Linked DNA regions of Rattus norvegicus: region 2 is linked to region 1. The links are chromatin contacts, called in public Hi-C maps. All regions are on one chromosome and are shown on one strand. The core of a region is the stretch at or near the end of the contact, and the rest is flanking DNA. Distances in the headings are between cores, read along the strand shown.

The links. Hi-C and Micro-C count contacts between places; a contact is called where the count stands out from the background.
Region 2: a contact with region 1 is called in a Hi-C map of prefrontal cortex, with 5 times the contacts expected there. The contact joins the enhancer-like site here to the promoter of Igsf21 in region 1. A contact is called at or near these places in 2 of 12 Hi-C or Micro-C datasets (frontal cortex and prefrontal cortex).

What each region holds. Positions count from the first base shown.
Region 1 is chr5:157,790,003-157,797,157 of GRCr8, forward strand. It overlaps Igsf21 (immunoglobin superfamily, member 21), which reads right to left and starts at 5,288. Exons shown (of 10, transcript NM_001271454.2): 1 at 4,767-5,288. The coding sequence starts at 4,836.
Region 2 is chr5:157,919,326-157,927,024 of GRCr8, forward strand. LOC134479044 (a long non-coding RNA gene) reads right to left here. Exons shown (of 2, transcript XR_010052005.1): 2 at 6,676-6,971. Among named protein-coding and RNA genes, the nearest start is that of Igsf21, 130 kb to the left of the region's middle. Within about 2 kb of position 4,691, at least 6 of the 93 cell types and tissues checked have an H3K27ac peak or open chromatin away from gene starts, as enhancers often do. A contact at or near this core is called in prefrontal cortex, where this site is marked.

The DNA of each region.
Region 1 (7,155 bases), core at 4,038-6,537:
GAGAAGATGTGTGTGCCTAGGAGTTGGGAGAGGCTGACAGACAAGCCAGCTTCCTTCCTTGGCTGAGATCAAGCCCAAACTTCCAGACCCTGCTCCTGCTGATTCTCTGCCGCCTTGAACTCCATAGTGTCTGCCTCCTGCTCCTAGCTTTTCATCCAGGAGAGGCTTCTGTGGAACTTTGACCAGACAGTAGACCTTGGGGATAAGGGTTTCCCTCTTGCCTCTGATCCACTGGAAGCATACAGTAGAGCCTGACACCCTGTTTGCTCCCTGGAACTTATTCCTAAAGATGGGCACGTCCCAGGGGCGACACCACACGAGTCACCATCTGTGGTTGAAATGGAAGGCCCAGCACCCTTAGCACATGCTCCAAGTGGCTGCATCTGTCTCCAAGGACGACAGTGCAGCTGTGTGTAGACTGCTTCAGGCCTGGCAGAGACTCCAAGTCTCTGCTCATAGAGAAGGTTCACAGCTTGCAGTTTTAAGGAATGGGGTGGGGAGGGAAGGGAAGGGAAAGGGGAAAAAAGGAGGGTACTAGACAGTGGGGAGGAAAACATACAGGAAGGACAAGAGGGGAAGGGAGGGAAGGCAAAGAAATGAGAGAGGTGAGGAAGAGAACCAGGGGAAAGGAAGGGAAGGAAGAGGGAAGGAGAGGGGCGGGGGAGAGGAGGGAAAAGAAGGAAGGAGAGGGGAGAGAAAAGAAGGAAGGAGAGGGGACAGAAAAGCAGGAAGTGGAGGGGAAAGAAAAGAAGGGAGGAAGGGGAAGGGAAGTAAAAAGGAGGGGGAGAGGAGGGAAAAGAATGAGAGAGGCATTCATCCCTTCAGGAACATGTACACACACACACACACACACACACACACACACACACACACACACACACTCACATTGGGATGAGGTCATGCCTGTTGGCCCTTCTCTTTGCAGATATACCCTGCCCCCCCCCAGCAGATGCCCACCGATTTTCTTAATGATGACAGCATCTACTGGGGACACGCCCTCTCCCATCTGTGCAGATCGACACACTGAATAATCCTTTCACCTTGAGTTTGGTGAAGGGTGAAGTGTGCATACTGAGACCGGGATCCCTCAGCATCCTCAGGGCTGGGCCTAAGGAAAGGAGTGGGGGGCGCCAGTCTTCCCGGGGAGCTGGGAGGCAGACAACACAGGGCTAGTCCCCTGCTCTCCCCTTACTGACTGGGTGACTTTGGCAGTCACTTAACTCCCCTGAATCTCAGTTTCCTCCTCTGCAAAACGGGACTAATTTTATGTCTCAGAGGCGGGATAACTGTTAAAGGAACCGTGAAAGAAAAAAAAAAAGCACATAGCTAGGGTGTTCACCGCTCCTTCCTCCACGAGGCAAAGGATCCACCTCCCATGGAGCTGTAAGTACCTGTCAGGGTATCCGGACCGAGAGACATCCTTCAGAGGACCCCTGGCAGCCTTGGCCAGCACACCTAGAAGTCTGCTGCCAGGGGGAAGAACGGAAAGAGAGCCCCAGGCAAGGCCATGAGGGAGACAGAAGGAGCTTGGCTTCTGTCTGTGACTGATCTTTAAGAGCGGAGCCTCTGTTTCCTAATCTGTAACAATAGGTTTGTAAAGTCATCTTGCAGTGGGAATGAAGACATAGCGATATAGTGGGAGCTACGGAGGAGAAGCCCCCCTCCCCCCAAATAAAACCCAACAACCTTGAACAAAGACTATTCCAGCTCTGGGCACTGACCTCTAGGGCAGCGCAACAGCATAGCTCCCTGCTCAAGGCCCTGGGTTTTTAGGGGTAGAGATGAAAGCCACAAAGTTCAATGGTCCCGGAAGTCCGAAAGTCGCTCCAACCCTAATTGAAAACCCCCAATTATGTAAGTTCGACCTCCCAGGAGCATGTTCTTGGGTGTGAGGAGGCGTGGTTTGGAAAGGGGAGGGGTCACGGGAATGTGGAAGGGTAAGATAGCCAGGCCCTATTCAGTCCCCAGCACTGGGCCGAGGAGGTGCACAGAGGAGTGTAGTGTCCTCATGCGGCGGGGCTTAAAAAGCAGCAGAAGGAGATAATCTATGAAGCCCATCTACCTGCTCGCAGAGCCGCAGCTCCCCATGGTCGTGAGCCTAGTCTGCCCTCGTCAGCCCTCAGACCACCCAGCTGCAGAATGGGAGCTTGCAGGACTGCCCCGCCCCCTCAATCCCCCACGGTCTCTGACAGGCTAGGTCTCTGGACCCTTTAGTTCTAATTAGGTCTTCCCAGAGCCCACAGCTTTCAGTGGAGAATTTTCCAGAGCTTAGCCAGGCAAGTCCAAAGAGCCTCATCTCTCCCTCTACCTCCTCAGCCTGGCGCACTTTGTCTCTTTAGGGTCACTGCGCAAGTTCAAATGTGCAGTTTCCTACTGCCCGGTACAGAGTGCTTCAGGGAGTCCCTAAGGAAATGTCAGAGACCAGAGAAACAGGCTTTCTTGGAAGAGTCTGGTGGTAGGGAGTTGGGTACGAGAGTGTTGCAAAGGGTACACATCTCTTTTGGTCTGCCACCACAATGGCAGTGCCCCTCCCGCCGCAGTGACTGTGTGTCCCTCTCGGGGAAGGCCAGCGTGTTTCTGGGTGCGATGCCTGAATCCACCCTCCCATCTCTTCCCAGGCATCCCCCTGGCTGGTTGGCTCCGCAAAGCTAAGCCAGGTGCACGGATCGCGGACATCGCCGCGGCCTGCAGGAAGGGCGCCCTCATCCGGCCCAGCCCGCTGATCACGCGTCGCGAGGACTCTCTTGCTTCCACCTCGCACGGTGGCCTGGAAAGGGAAACTGGATCCCACCCTGAGGATTTCGCACCTCTGTAGAGAAGAGAAGCCTTGGAACCTCGGGGTCCCTGCGCCCAGCACAAAGTTTCGAGTGCGAGATCTGTGCTTGCGGAGCCGAGAGGCAGCGTGTAAGCCACCCACGTGCCCTGGTTCCACGCGTTCACTCCGGCGCCCCGAGCAAGCGTTCCCCGCAGCCTGCAGAGGCTAGCAAGCGGAGCCAAGGCTCCAGGGCGCCGGAATAGCTCTCCGCAGCCAAGCCACAAACGAGCTCGCAGGGTGGGGTCCTGACGCAGTCGGGGGTTTCCCACCCGGTTCTTCCCCTCCCCTCCCCCGCTTCTTTACACCATGCGCATCCCATGTTGAGAGAAGGGGTGCTTCCCGTTCGGTCCCCAACCCCCAATCCTGCTCCCTGCAGTGTCCAGGTGAGGGCTCCAGTGTATTTCCACAAAGCCTAGCGACTTCTCGGTGGCGCTGGAACCCGGATCCTCCCACTTAGAATCTTTCCCTCTAGAGGCATCCATCTCAAAGGGGGAACTCTTGTCCCCAAAGTTACAGCGAGATTTGATATACTTCAAAAAGTATTTTCACCCAGAGAGGGTAGGAGGGACAAAGTACCTGCCTGGCATGCTTTTGGGTCACATCAGCCCCTCCCCCATTGCCAAAGGACCACCTCCCTAGGCTCAAATTCTCCGATCAGCGGACCAAGCTCTCTTCAAAGACGCAGGGGGTTGAAGAGTGTGGGTTATTTTAGAGGCACACCCTTTGGAGAACAATCTCAGAGCTCATATAGGTTTTTCCTCAGCATGCAGGGCAAGAATTGACCCTCCACCACGGCCTAAATGGGACGGAACCCAAGGCTCCAATGGAGACAATGTCTACTTTTTCACACTGTCCCACCTCCCAGGGTAGCCCTGCTCTCATTTCAACACCCTTGGTCGGTTGTGACTTGACCTGGAGAAGGAGGCCCCCGCCCCCTCTGGCCAATGCGGGCGGTCTGGAATCCCCACCTATGACTCTGTTGGCCCTGCCTCCGCCCCGCTGGGCTGGCATCTGTCCCCTGTTCCCTGCCGGGAAAGCACTGGGGCGTCAAGTTCGACTTCCACAGCATTTAAGGCCCACCAGAGGGCGGCGGTGGGCAGGATGCCCCTTCCCCCCAGGCAGCCCCAACCAGGCACACTAGAACTGCCCCGCACTGCTGGCTCTGGGCAACCCTTTGAGCTTCAGTTTCCTTCCATGTGGTCCAGCCTAGCCCATGACCAAGCCTATGCAGGACACACACACACACAGACGCGAGCCATGCTGTTGGACCCCCTCCAGCCCCAGATGTGATCACAGTTCCCTGCCCACCAGACACTCAAGTTCCCTTGATCTGCACCTGCTCCCAGACCAAAAGCTTACAGGACCTGAAGTACCGTGCTTCCACGTGTAGGTAGGTACACTCCTGCGCAGATATAACAGAAATACAGTCACCGACTGTCACACAGCCCTCTAGAGAACAGCAAGCAAACCGGGATCGGCGTGAACTGCCACACCTCAGACTTCCTTAACAGGCTCACACATGCAGCGTCGCTCACACACTTACCCTCATGAAGGAGTTCACACCCCCAAACACTCAGACTTTCTCTCTCACCCTTCCATGTAACTGATCTGGACTCGATGTTACCTCTCACACATACAGACCCCACACACCATCACACAACCACATCTACATGTACTCCCGTGCCCTCTCCACACACAGCTGATTCTCGGACACTCACAGACCCAACAAAGACACACACACACACACACACACACACACACACACACACACACACTGGCACAGACCCACGAGGGCTTTCTCCAAAAGAGCTATCTTCTCCTGCCAAGCTTCGCTGCACGGAAACCCTCCTGAACTGTGCCTGAGACTCCCAGAGCCACCGGGGCTCGCGCCCTTCTCGGTCCCTGCGCGCGTCCCCCGGCCCCGGGCTCCCGCAGGCGACCGCACACTCACCGCGCGCCAGGTCCAGGATCGCGGCGAGCAGCAGGCAGGAGGCGCGGCGGAGGCTTGGAGCAGCTCGCATGGTGCCCAGGAGCTGACGGCGCTGGCCGAGGCGGCGGCGGCGGCGGCGGCGGCGGCGGCGATCGCGGTGGCGACGGTGGGTCCCCTCGCCATGGGCTCAGAAGCGCTTATGACCCGGGCCGCCGGCCGTGGCGGTGACGGGCAGCGAGGGGCGCCGCGGGGACGTCCTCATGCTACCGTGGTCGGGCCGCCAGGCTACCCGGGGCTGCTCTGGGCTGTACCGGGATGCTCCGGGATACACCACCAGGCTACTCTGAGCTGTACTAGGATGCTCCGGGCTGCACCAGACACACTGGCTGCTCTGGGCTGCACAGGACCTGGCTGGGGAGCGCAGCTGCTCTCGGCTGGTCGGCTGCTCCTGGCGCCCACGGCGGCCGGAGTCGGATCCGTGGCGGCAGCGGCGGAGTTTGGAGCCGAAGCTCTGCCCGCGCCGCCGCGCTCTGCCCCGCGCTCGCTCTTCTCGAGCCCCCTCCTCTCCCTCCTTCCCTGCCGCCCCGCCCCCGTCCCCCCGCCCCCCGCACCGCGCTCGCTGCCGTATTCTACAGACTTTTCTTTAATCCGTTCTGGGCTGTTCGGCTCTCGTCCGCTAAGCCGATTTATTGCAGAGAGGAGAACTCGCCCCCTCCCCCTCGGCTTCTACCCTCTGCCCCCCCCCTTCCATCGCATCACAACTGCTTGCTTGTGAGCCGCATCCTCTCATACACACACACCAAGCTTCGCTCCACCCGAATCACACCCCCCCTTCCACCTGGCAGTGTCCCTGGACGCCCCTTTCCTCGGCTTGGTGAATGCTAGCACCCTTCCTCCCTCCAGGAGAGAGGTGCTTTGCCCGGAGGGATGTAGGTCCTCAGGGCTGGCTTTGACACCTATGAACGTCTTCCTTAGGGGCTTCAGGGCTTTAGTGTTCCATAAATGAAGGCTACTCTCCACCCCGCACCCCGCGCAGTACAGCTGCATTGTGCGTGCATGCAGGACCCGGCAAGGGAGGGATGGACTTTTTCTTCGGTCAGAGACCAAGATGTCACCTTTTTTTTTTTTTAAATCAGGCCTGACACCTGAGCTCCTCCACCTAAGAATCGGGGTGGGTTGAAACTTGTGTCAGATCATTGCTTTGATGCACACACACACACACACACACACACACACACACACACACACACAGCATTGACCCTGGACTCTGGGATCTCCCACGTGAGGAGGAGGCAGGTGCTCCTAGCTCTTGGAGTCGGGGTGGGGGGGCTGCTGCTGCTGCTGGTGGTGGTGGAGCTACACAAGGGACCAGAAGTTAGACTGACAAGGTCCAGAATGAACAACAGAACCAGTGAGTGAATCTGAGCCCCCAAACCAGGACCCAGATCTGATGCTACACTCTCCCAAGAAGTCCCAGCTCACCCAGCTTCACTAAGCTGCTGCGTCCTTGTTGCTCAGTTTATTCAGATGGGCAATGGGTACATTGCCAGGCTCACTCGCTCCACTCCGTGTGAGAGGGGTGGGTAGTGAGTAATGGCTTGGCAGGTGCTGCTGGGAGAGACTTGTGCCAGGATACCCCACGGAGTGACCCACTCCCCTCCTTTACCCTCTACAGCCTTGGTGGCACTCGGCCTTTCAAAGCAGCTAGCTGCAGCTCAGGCGTGCCCAGCCTCCCAGCTCCAGGGGAAGAGCGATTTGCATTTATTTAGATCTGAGCGAATACGTTCACCTGACAGGCTTTAGAATGATCCTCTCAGTAAAATAATAATAATGATCGTAATAAACCCTTATAAATAGGTGTTTGATTACAGTTTGTCCCTACGTGGGTATTTTTTTTTTTTTTTTGAATCAGACTAATTGGTTGCTAGCCTGATTGGGCTGGATCTGGCTTGAACACTGGAGCCTTGAGCCTTTATCCTTTCCCTGGCTGTTCTTCGCTCCCTTTTGCTCCTCCTCCAAGTCTCATCTTCCCCAAGCTGCTGAGGGTGAGCTTAAGGACATCTTCCCCCCAAATCTTCTTTGGTCACCCCCCCCCCCCAAGCCAGTCACGGGAAGAGCACAACCCTTGCCCGTCTATTCCTGCCAATCTCTCCCTCCCACCTCTGCTTCTGGCTCAGGAAAAAGCTATCCAGGATTCTAAGCCCTCTGACTGAGGAGCTCCAAGCCCAGATGCCCCCCTTGTACTGGGCTAGGCTTACAGGAAATGCATGCATTGCTGTGTGCCCTTTCGTGCTCTTGGAGTCCAGTTGCCTTCAGGTGGAGGCTAAGTGGGCGTGGCTTCCTGGCCGCACCCACCCAGCACTGTCCTTGGGGGAAGAGCTGAAAGGAGCAGGTAGCGCCTGTTGCCTCT
Region 2 (7,699 bases), core at 3,441-5,940, 130 kb after region 1:
CCTCCCACTGCTGGCTTCTCCATGAGGCCTCTGGACAAGGGCCCAGGAGCAGCCATGTGATTGTAGGTGGCTGCAGCCAGGACGTCTCTGGAGACACCCATGAGGGACAGAGGATCCATGCCCTGAGAGATCAATACCGGAGCCACGTGGGCGCACACTCCGGCAGCCTGTGAACACCGAGAGGGCTTCTGAGCACGCTCCAGGCCGGCTCTGGGGGTGGCTGTCTCAGTGCCAGCCTGTCTGCTTTCCTTGGTTGTTCAATGCGTTGAAGCATTGACTTAGAACGTGAAGGTCAGAGCTCCAACCCTGGCAGGCCTCTGGTCTTGCTGTGCAGTTCAGGGCAAGTCTCTCCCCCTCTCTGTGTTGCGATAGAAAGCTGGCCTGAAGCTATTTGAAAACTTCGCCCAGATCAGACCCCAGGAGCGGTCCAGGCATCCTGCTTCATCCCTCTGTGGGGGGAAGCCACCCAGACCTCTTTGAAGAGGGAACCGTAGGGTGCTCCACTCTCTCAATCCCTGATTTGGGGCCTGCGGCAAGCTCTGACCCAGCTCTTGGGATGGGTGCCCAACTGCTTAATCAGACCTCTCTAGGCTCGGCTGATTAATAGAAGCCACTGCTTTTGGAAAAAAAAAAAAAGGAAAAAAAGGTTGAAAAAAAAACGCTCTGTAAATCAGCTGTTTGTTTAACTTTCCCTGGCATTTAATGACTGCGAGGCTTGGGGGAGGGGAGAGATGGAAAATTAATTTGAGTCGTGCCAGAAAAGCCAGTCGGGGAAATAATGAACTTCCCAAGTGTCAGGGAGAATGGAGATGGGGAAGCCAGGAGCGGGGAGCGCTCAGCATCGGGACTCAAGCTGGGCTGTGCATGATGGATCTGCTGTCACCCTCTCTGAGCCTCAGGCAAAGAAGAGGTGGAGCCTGCTGCTGGTTGCAAACCCCAGCATCTACCCCTGGGATTCTTCAGATGGAGGGAGGTCCTGGAGACCGCTGTGGGGAAAGTGCCTGCACTACAAGTATAAGGACCAGAGTTCGAATCCCAGCACCCATGCAAGAGCCAGGCACCATAGCACACTTGATTATGTGCCTGTGTGTGTTTGCACGTGCATCTGTGTCCCTGTGTGCAGCCATGTGTGTGCTCATTCTGCGAGCAAGTGTGTGTGCATGCTAACTGACCAGTTATTACCTGTTCATAGTCACCTCTGCCTCACTCCTGTGTATGTGCTGTCTGCATGGTGTATGTGTGTGTCCGTGTGTGTGGTGGGGTATGGGGGGACAGGGCACAGCAGACTCTGGAGCCACTTGACCACAATAGGGAACTTCCCATTCACTGAGAGGCCCTGCCTCAAAGAAGCCAGTGTCCGTCATCCTCTGGCCTCCAAATGCACATACACATGCAACATCCTCAACTCTGCCCAAGTCCGTGGTCGATCCCATGGTGGCATGGGATCCAAGATGGTTTAGAGAGCATCCTTCGAGAACAGACTATGGTGAGTGGCAGGCTCGGGCCAGGTGGTTCTCCTTGCCAGATGTCTGTTGTGGAAGTTATAGCCTCTGCCTGCAAGCTAGTGCTACCTCAGCCAGAGCCTGGAGTCCAAGGTATTGGGAACATTGTCCACACTACTCTCTTTCTCTGGAGTCCCAAGGCCCAGTGTGGAGACCACCACCTCCAGGCGCCTGCTGTGGCTACCTGACTTCTAGGGTTCTGAAATTGCTTTTGTCCCTTTGTGACAGTGTGAGCAGTCAACACTTTCACTGTGTGCCTCTTTAGACACAGACTTGCTCAGAATTTAGAAACGTCAATTCCTATGCAAGCATCTGCTCTCCTCTTTGACTGTATAGTTTGCTGTTTTAGACAAGCGCTCTGCCTGGATGTTCCTCCTAGTGTCTGGCTAGAATCCTCCCTGCTTTTTTGGTGGCGCTCTGTAGGAACAGTGACCAGTTGTCCTATTAAGCCAACCTCCTGACCTCCCTCAGACATCTCTCATCAGCCAAATCCTTCACTTTGGAACAGTTTCTTCCAGAACACTGAAGATCCAGTCTGCAGCAGTTGGTGACCTTCCTTGTTCACTGGAGAGACCCCAAGGCTGGTGTCTGGAAAGCACCTTGGCGACTCCTGCCATTCTGGGCCCCCACACCCCTCCCCCTTCAGCAGGTCCATGTCTGATGGACAGGAGCCTTCAGCATCTTCTCACACCCCGCATCAGTACCACATCCCATCCTGACTCCCCAACGATGCAGAACTCTCTTCCGGAGGAGCTGGCTCTCTGCCTGGCTCTTGCCACTCACAGCAGATCAGCTCCTTGCACGCCCAGCTCGACTCCAATGGAGAAAAACCAGCCCCCATGCAGAAGCAGCTGGGAGGAGACTTTCCCAGGCCTGTAGCTCCGTGTCCTCATCTGGTCCCCAGTGGCCTCCGGAAAGTTTATGTCATCAGGGACAAAAATCTCTTTTCCACAATGAAGGATAAAGTCTGGGGTGGGGAGCCCTAACAAGGCACAGCCAGCTTGTACAAGGACATGGGGTCAGAAAGCCAAGGGCCTAAGGCTGTTACTCTCTAAAAGTCACCACGAGGCTGGGACAAGGCTTGCCACTTGCCTGGCAGGGAGAGGACCTGAGTGGGTCCCCAGCACTCAGGCAAAAGCCAAGCATGGGCACGAGCTTGCAATCCCCACACTGGGGAGAAGACAGGAGACTCCCTGGAGCTCACTACCCACTCAACCTAGCCTAATTCTCCGTCCCCAGGCAGTGACACACACTGCCTCAAAGTACAAGGGCATGACTCCTGAAGAGTGGCGGCCAAGGTCACCTTCAAGCCCCCATACATATGTGTGTGGACAAACGCACAGTGCGCATGCACATATATGCACATGCATGCACACCGTACATACAGACACACGTACATGCATGCATGAACACACACACGTGCACACACACGCACACATGCACAAGTGTGTGCTCACACGCGTGCGCATTCATGCAATCACCAGCTTCTCAAAGGCATGAGGACCTCACACGTGACAAACATGGGTTCCTCTCAGCACCACAGTCCCAGGGCCTGGCACATGAAAACAACTCCTCAGAGCCCACTCCTGCTACACAAGGCTCGGCCATCTATAAAGAACCCAAATGAATTCTCCCAAGGTTCTGGGGTCCCAGACAGAAAGCCTGCTGGGCAGGGGTCCCTGCTTGCCACACAGAACTTCACCTCCATGTCTCTTCACTCCTGAGCCTGGCCCTGCAGAAGGCAGTGGACATGTATGAGTCAAATGCTCTCTGAAGCCTCTATTGTGAGGATCTGAGTGCTCTCCTGCTCCGGGAGCCTCTGTCAAATTACCTAGGAGTCTGGTCTCATGGGACAGGGAAGTAGACACATTTAAACCTTAGCCCTGCTCCCTCCAGATCAGCTTGGGGACATCCTAGAGCTGGGAGCTAAGATCTCTCCTGTTCTGGCTCGATTCTGTGTCTGCTGTCTGCTGCCGTGTGAACAAGGCATTACCTTGAAAGACTGAGCCTGAGCAAATGCTCTCACTCCACATCATTCATTTATTCACACTTCATTCGTTCTATGGGTGTTTACTGAGCAACTGCTACACGCAGCGACCGCTCTGGGTGCTGGGAGCAGAGCAGTGCAGACACCACTGTGAACCACCTCTGTGAATAAACCCTGATAGCAACCAAGTAGGCCAGGTGACAGGAAAGTACTAGAGAAGTGGGGCAAACAGCAAAAGATGGGCAAGATGGCTCGGCAGGCAAAGGGGCTTGCGGCCAGGTCAAGCCAGACAACCTGTATTCAATTCCAGGAACCCATATAGTGGAAAGAGAAAATGGAATCCTGTGAGTTGTCCTCTGGCCACTAGCACATAAAATAAATAAATACAATTAATTTTTTTCAAATAGAGTGAAAAGCTGAGCTCACAGGGCCAGCGGGGGTGGGTGAAGCCTGCGGAGGCCCGATGCCCACTGAAGACCTTGGGCTTTTGTACACCGGGGCACGCAGCGTCCTTGAAGCTTGGCCACCCAGCAGTTCTGAGACGATTGCCCACTGTCGAGGTCTTCAGGACTGATGGTCCAACAGGCGACTCTCAGTGTTTCGGTGAAGTCCATAAAAACAGAGACCTTGAGGGCAGAGGGTTAGGAGGTCGCATCTGGCGCATGCTCAGATGGAGTTGTTAATACAGCCGCTGCTGCTGTTCACCACCCCAAAGGACGCAAGGCTGCTGCAGAGCTGGGCTCCTCGAAGGAGCGAGATTTGGTGATATTTCCTCAGTGCCGGCCTTCGGGATCTCCTCAGAACCTGCCCACTTGGCACAGCTGGTGCTGGACGAGAGCCCACCTCTTCCAGAAAACACTCCGACAGCCTGTGCGTGGGAGGCCCGGACAAGAGAGGGACTTGGCACCCAGAGAAAAATCAGAGCGTGAACTCAGAGCCTCCCAGCTTCAGGATTCAAATCCAGGTCTCCCCGAGAGCCGGTCTCAGACGCTACCTTTTCACAGAGGGTGGTTTTGGACTGAGGAAGCAAACCAGTTTCACCATCCTCAGAACTCATCTTCCTCCCAAAAGGAAAGGCATGTCACCCAAGCACTAGCCCTCCAAACGTCTTGGCAGCAGATGAGCCGCTAAGACACCCACCACACATAGCCCACTCTGTTTGCACCTAAACCAGCCCACACATCCATGGGCTGTGTTAAGCCTTAATCCCGGAGAAAGTATGTTCACGGATGCCAGGAAGCTGGAGGAGCCTCAGAGAGCACCTAGTCCAACTCTACGCTTTCAAACGGGGAAACCGAAGTCAGTCCTTGTTCAAGATCGCATGACTGTAGGTCATGTATTGGGTCAGCGTCAGAACCCAGTATGGCTGACCCCTGAGTGCACAGAGCCCCTCCCCCACAGCACCCAGTTGCTCTGCCTGTCTCTGAGGCTGCTCTGCCACCTCCCAGTGACATGGTTTGTAGGAATACAGGTTGGACTTGGTGTACGCCTGCAGGCTCAACTACTCCGGAGGCTGAGGCCGGAGTTTCTTAAGTTCAAGACCAGACTGAGCACCATGGACCTGTCCCCAAAAGAGGTTGGAGAGATCAGGGAGGCAGCCTCTTTGATAAAGTAGGATTCAAGTTCCATCCCCAGAACCCACATTTCCTTCACCTGCAAACCCTGTACTGGGGAAGCAGAGGCAGGTGGATCTCCAGGGCTGCCTGGCCAGTCAGCCTGGTTAAATCATTGAGGGTAAAGTCAGTGAGAGATCCTGCCTCAAAAAGCAAGGTAGACAGCTCCCAACTCCTGAGTGACACCCAAGGTTGACCTATACCCACACACACACACACACAGAGGAATTCTGAAAACTGTCCATCAACTTCTTATCACTATCTGTATACCACAATGTATATTCAGCACACAGTAGGTGCTTGTGGAGCACACAGTAGGTGCTCGGTTGTGTCCTGGGACCTCTGCCATGTGCATGGGAGAAGCCCAGAGTGTCCTGTGGTAGGTAGCAGGGATGGATTGGGCTTCTCCCCAGACCCTGAAGCATATAAAGGCTGGGGTAAGGAGGACCAGACAGCGACAAAGGACTAGACAGGTCAGACAAAAATGCAGGGAGACATCTGTGTCAGAGGCACCATCTCTAATAGCTGTCATGGCAGTGGGAGCAGATCCAGGTTCTCAGGGGGAGGGGAAAAGGGGAAGGCAGGTACATCCTGCTGTCAGGGATTCTATGCCCTCTGACATTACTAGAGATGCAAGGAAGGCCTTGAGCTGGAAAACTTCACCCCGGGGGTAGACACAGGACAGAGGGTGCCATCTGCTGGCCCCTGCCATCTATGGTTTCCACACCCAGCAGACCACCAGGGACCCTCAGCCTGAAAAGACCCGGCAGTCTCAGAAGGGCAAATGTGATTGCTTTGTGGGTGAGAAAAGGGGTCCCAGTGCAGGGAGGTGGACGCTGCTGCCTCTCTCCCATCTCGTGTGCGTGTAGCGAGTGAGGGGGGCCAGGTCCCTCTCTCTGGTTCCCTTAAGTAAACAGAACATGACAAGTCAGACTTGGGGATAATGAACACTTTGAGCTCAATCCTTGGGCTTTAGTTTGTGGGGTGATAAGCAATTTAGGCTTGGGTGGGGTGCCCTTGCTCCCATGCCATGTAATAGGGGAGCCGGAACTATCTGTCCGGGATGCAGGTCCTCTTTATTTATTTTCTTTCTTTATTTAATTTTTATAAAATTAAATATAGTAAAATAAAACAAAAGCCATCACGTCCAGGCTGGCCCAAGCAACCTGATAGACGGAAAAGTCCCAAGAACAGGCACAAGAATCAAAGTCCCGCCCGTTCACACACTCGGGAGTCTCATGAAAATATTAAGCCGGAAGCTCTGATATATACACAGAGTACCTGACGCAGCCCTGTGTCCTCCCAGTGATTGCTGCTTCGGTCTCTGTGAGCTCATGTGAGCCTTGCTCAGTTGATTCTGAAGGCCGTGTTCTCCGGTATCCCCCATCCCCTGCGGCTCTTACACTCTTTCTGTCTCCTCTTCCACGGGGTTCCCTGAGCTTGGAGGGGAGGGATTTGATGGAGACATCCCATTCAGAGCTGTGTGTTCCAAGGACTCTGTGTGTGCGCATGCGTGCGTGTGTGCGTGTCCGGCTGGAAGCCTCTCTGATGCTAGTTAGACACAGCGCTGATCTATAAGTATAGCACAATATTACTAGGAGTCATTTTATTGATACATTTTTTTAGAGAAGTAGTGGTTTGGTTTTAGCCTACGTCTCTGGGCTATCCAGCGTCTGGCTCTTGGACACCCAGTCAAGGCTAGGTATGGGCTCCATCTCTTTCAGTCAAATCAGACTTCGGTTGACTGCTCTCACACGCTCCATGCTGTCATTGCCCCAGCGTGTCTTGCAGGCAGGACAGATTATGAGTCGAAGGTTCTGTGGCTTGCTTGGTGTTTACATTTTTCTGAACCCCTCCATGATGAAAGTCCTGGGAAGATACAAGAGACGTACTTAGGGCAATTTATGGCCAACGTCGAATTAAAAGGAGAGACACTCAAAGCAATTCCACTAAAATCAGGAACAAGACAAAGTCGTCCACTCTCTCCATGCCTGTTCAATACAGTGCTTGAAGTCTTAGCCAGAGCGATAAGACAACTGAAGGGGATCCAAATTGGAAAGGACGAACTCTGAGTATCTTTGTTTGCCAATGGTATGACAGCAAACATAAGCGACCCTAAACATGGCACCCGCGAACTCCCACAGCGGACGTACACTTTCGGCAAAGCAGCTTGATACGAAATCAACTCTCAAAAAACCGTAGCCCTCCTAATGCAAGTGACATATGAACCGAGCAGGAAATCAGGGGAACAGAACCTTTCACAATAACTTCAAATAACATTAAACAGCTCTTTAGTCACCCTGTCTGTCCCAGGATAACCTGCCTGGTGGCAATAATGTGGCCGAGCCTCGAACGTCAGGACAGTTTCTCCTTGCGTTGCATCTTCTCTGGGTCAATTCCAATTAAGCACAGACGGCAGCTGAGAACAAAGACCTAGCGAACAGCAGCCTGGCATGCTTAGTTTCGTTGTCAACTTGACACGAGCTAGAGTCATCTGGGAAAAGGGACCTGAACGAAGAAACACCTCCATCAGATTAGCTTGTAGCAAAGTCTGCTGGGAGGATTGTCATGATTGATGTGGGAGGGTCCCGCCCACT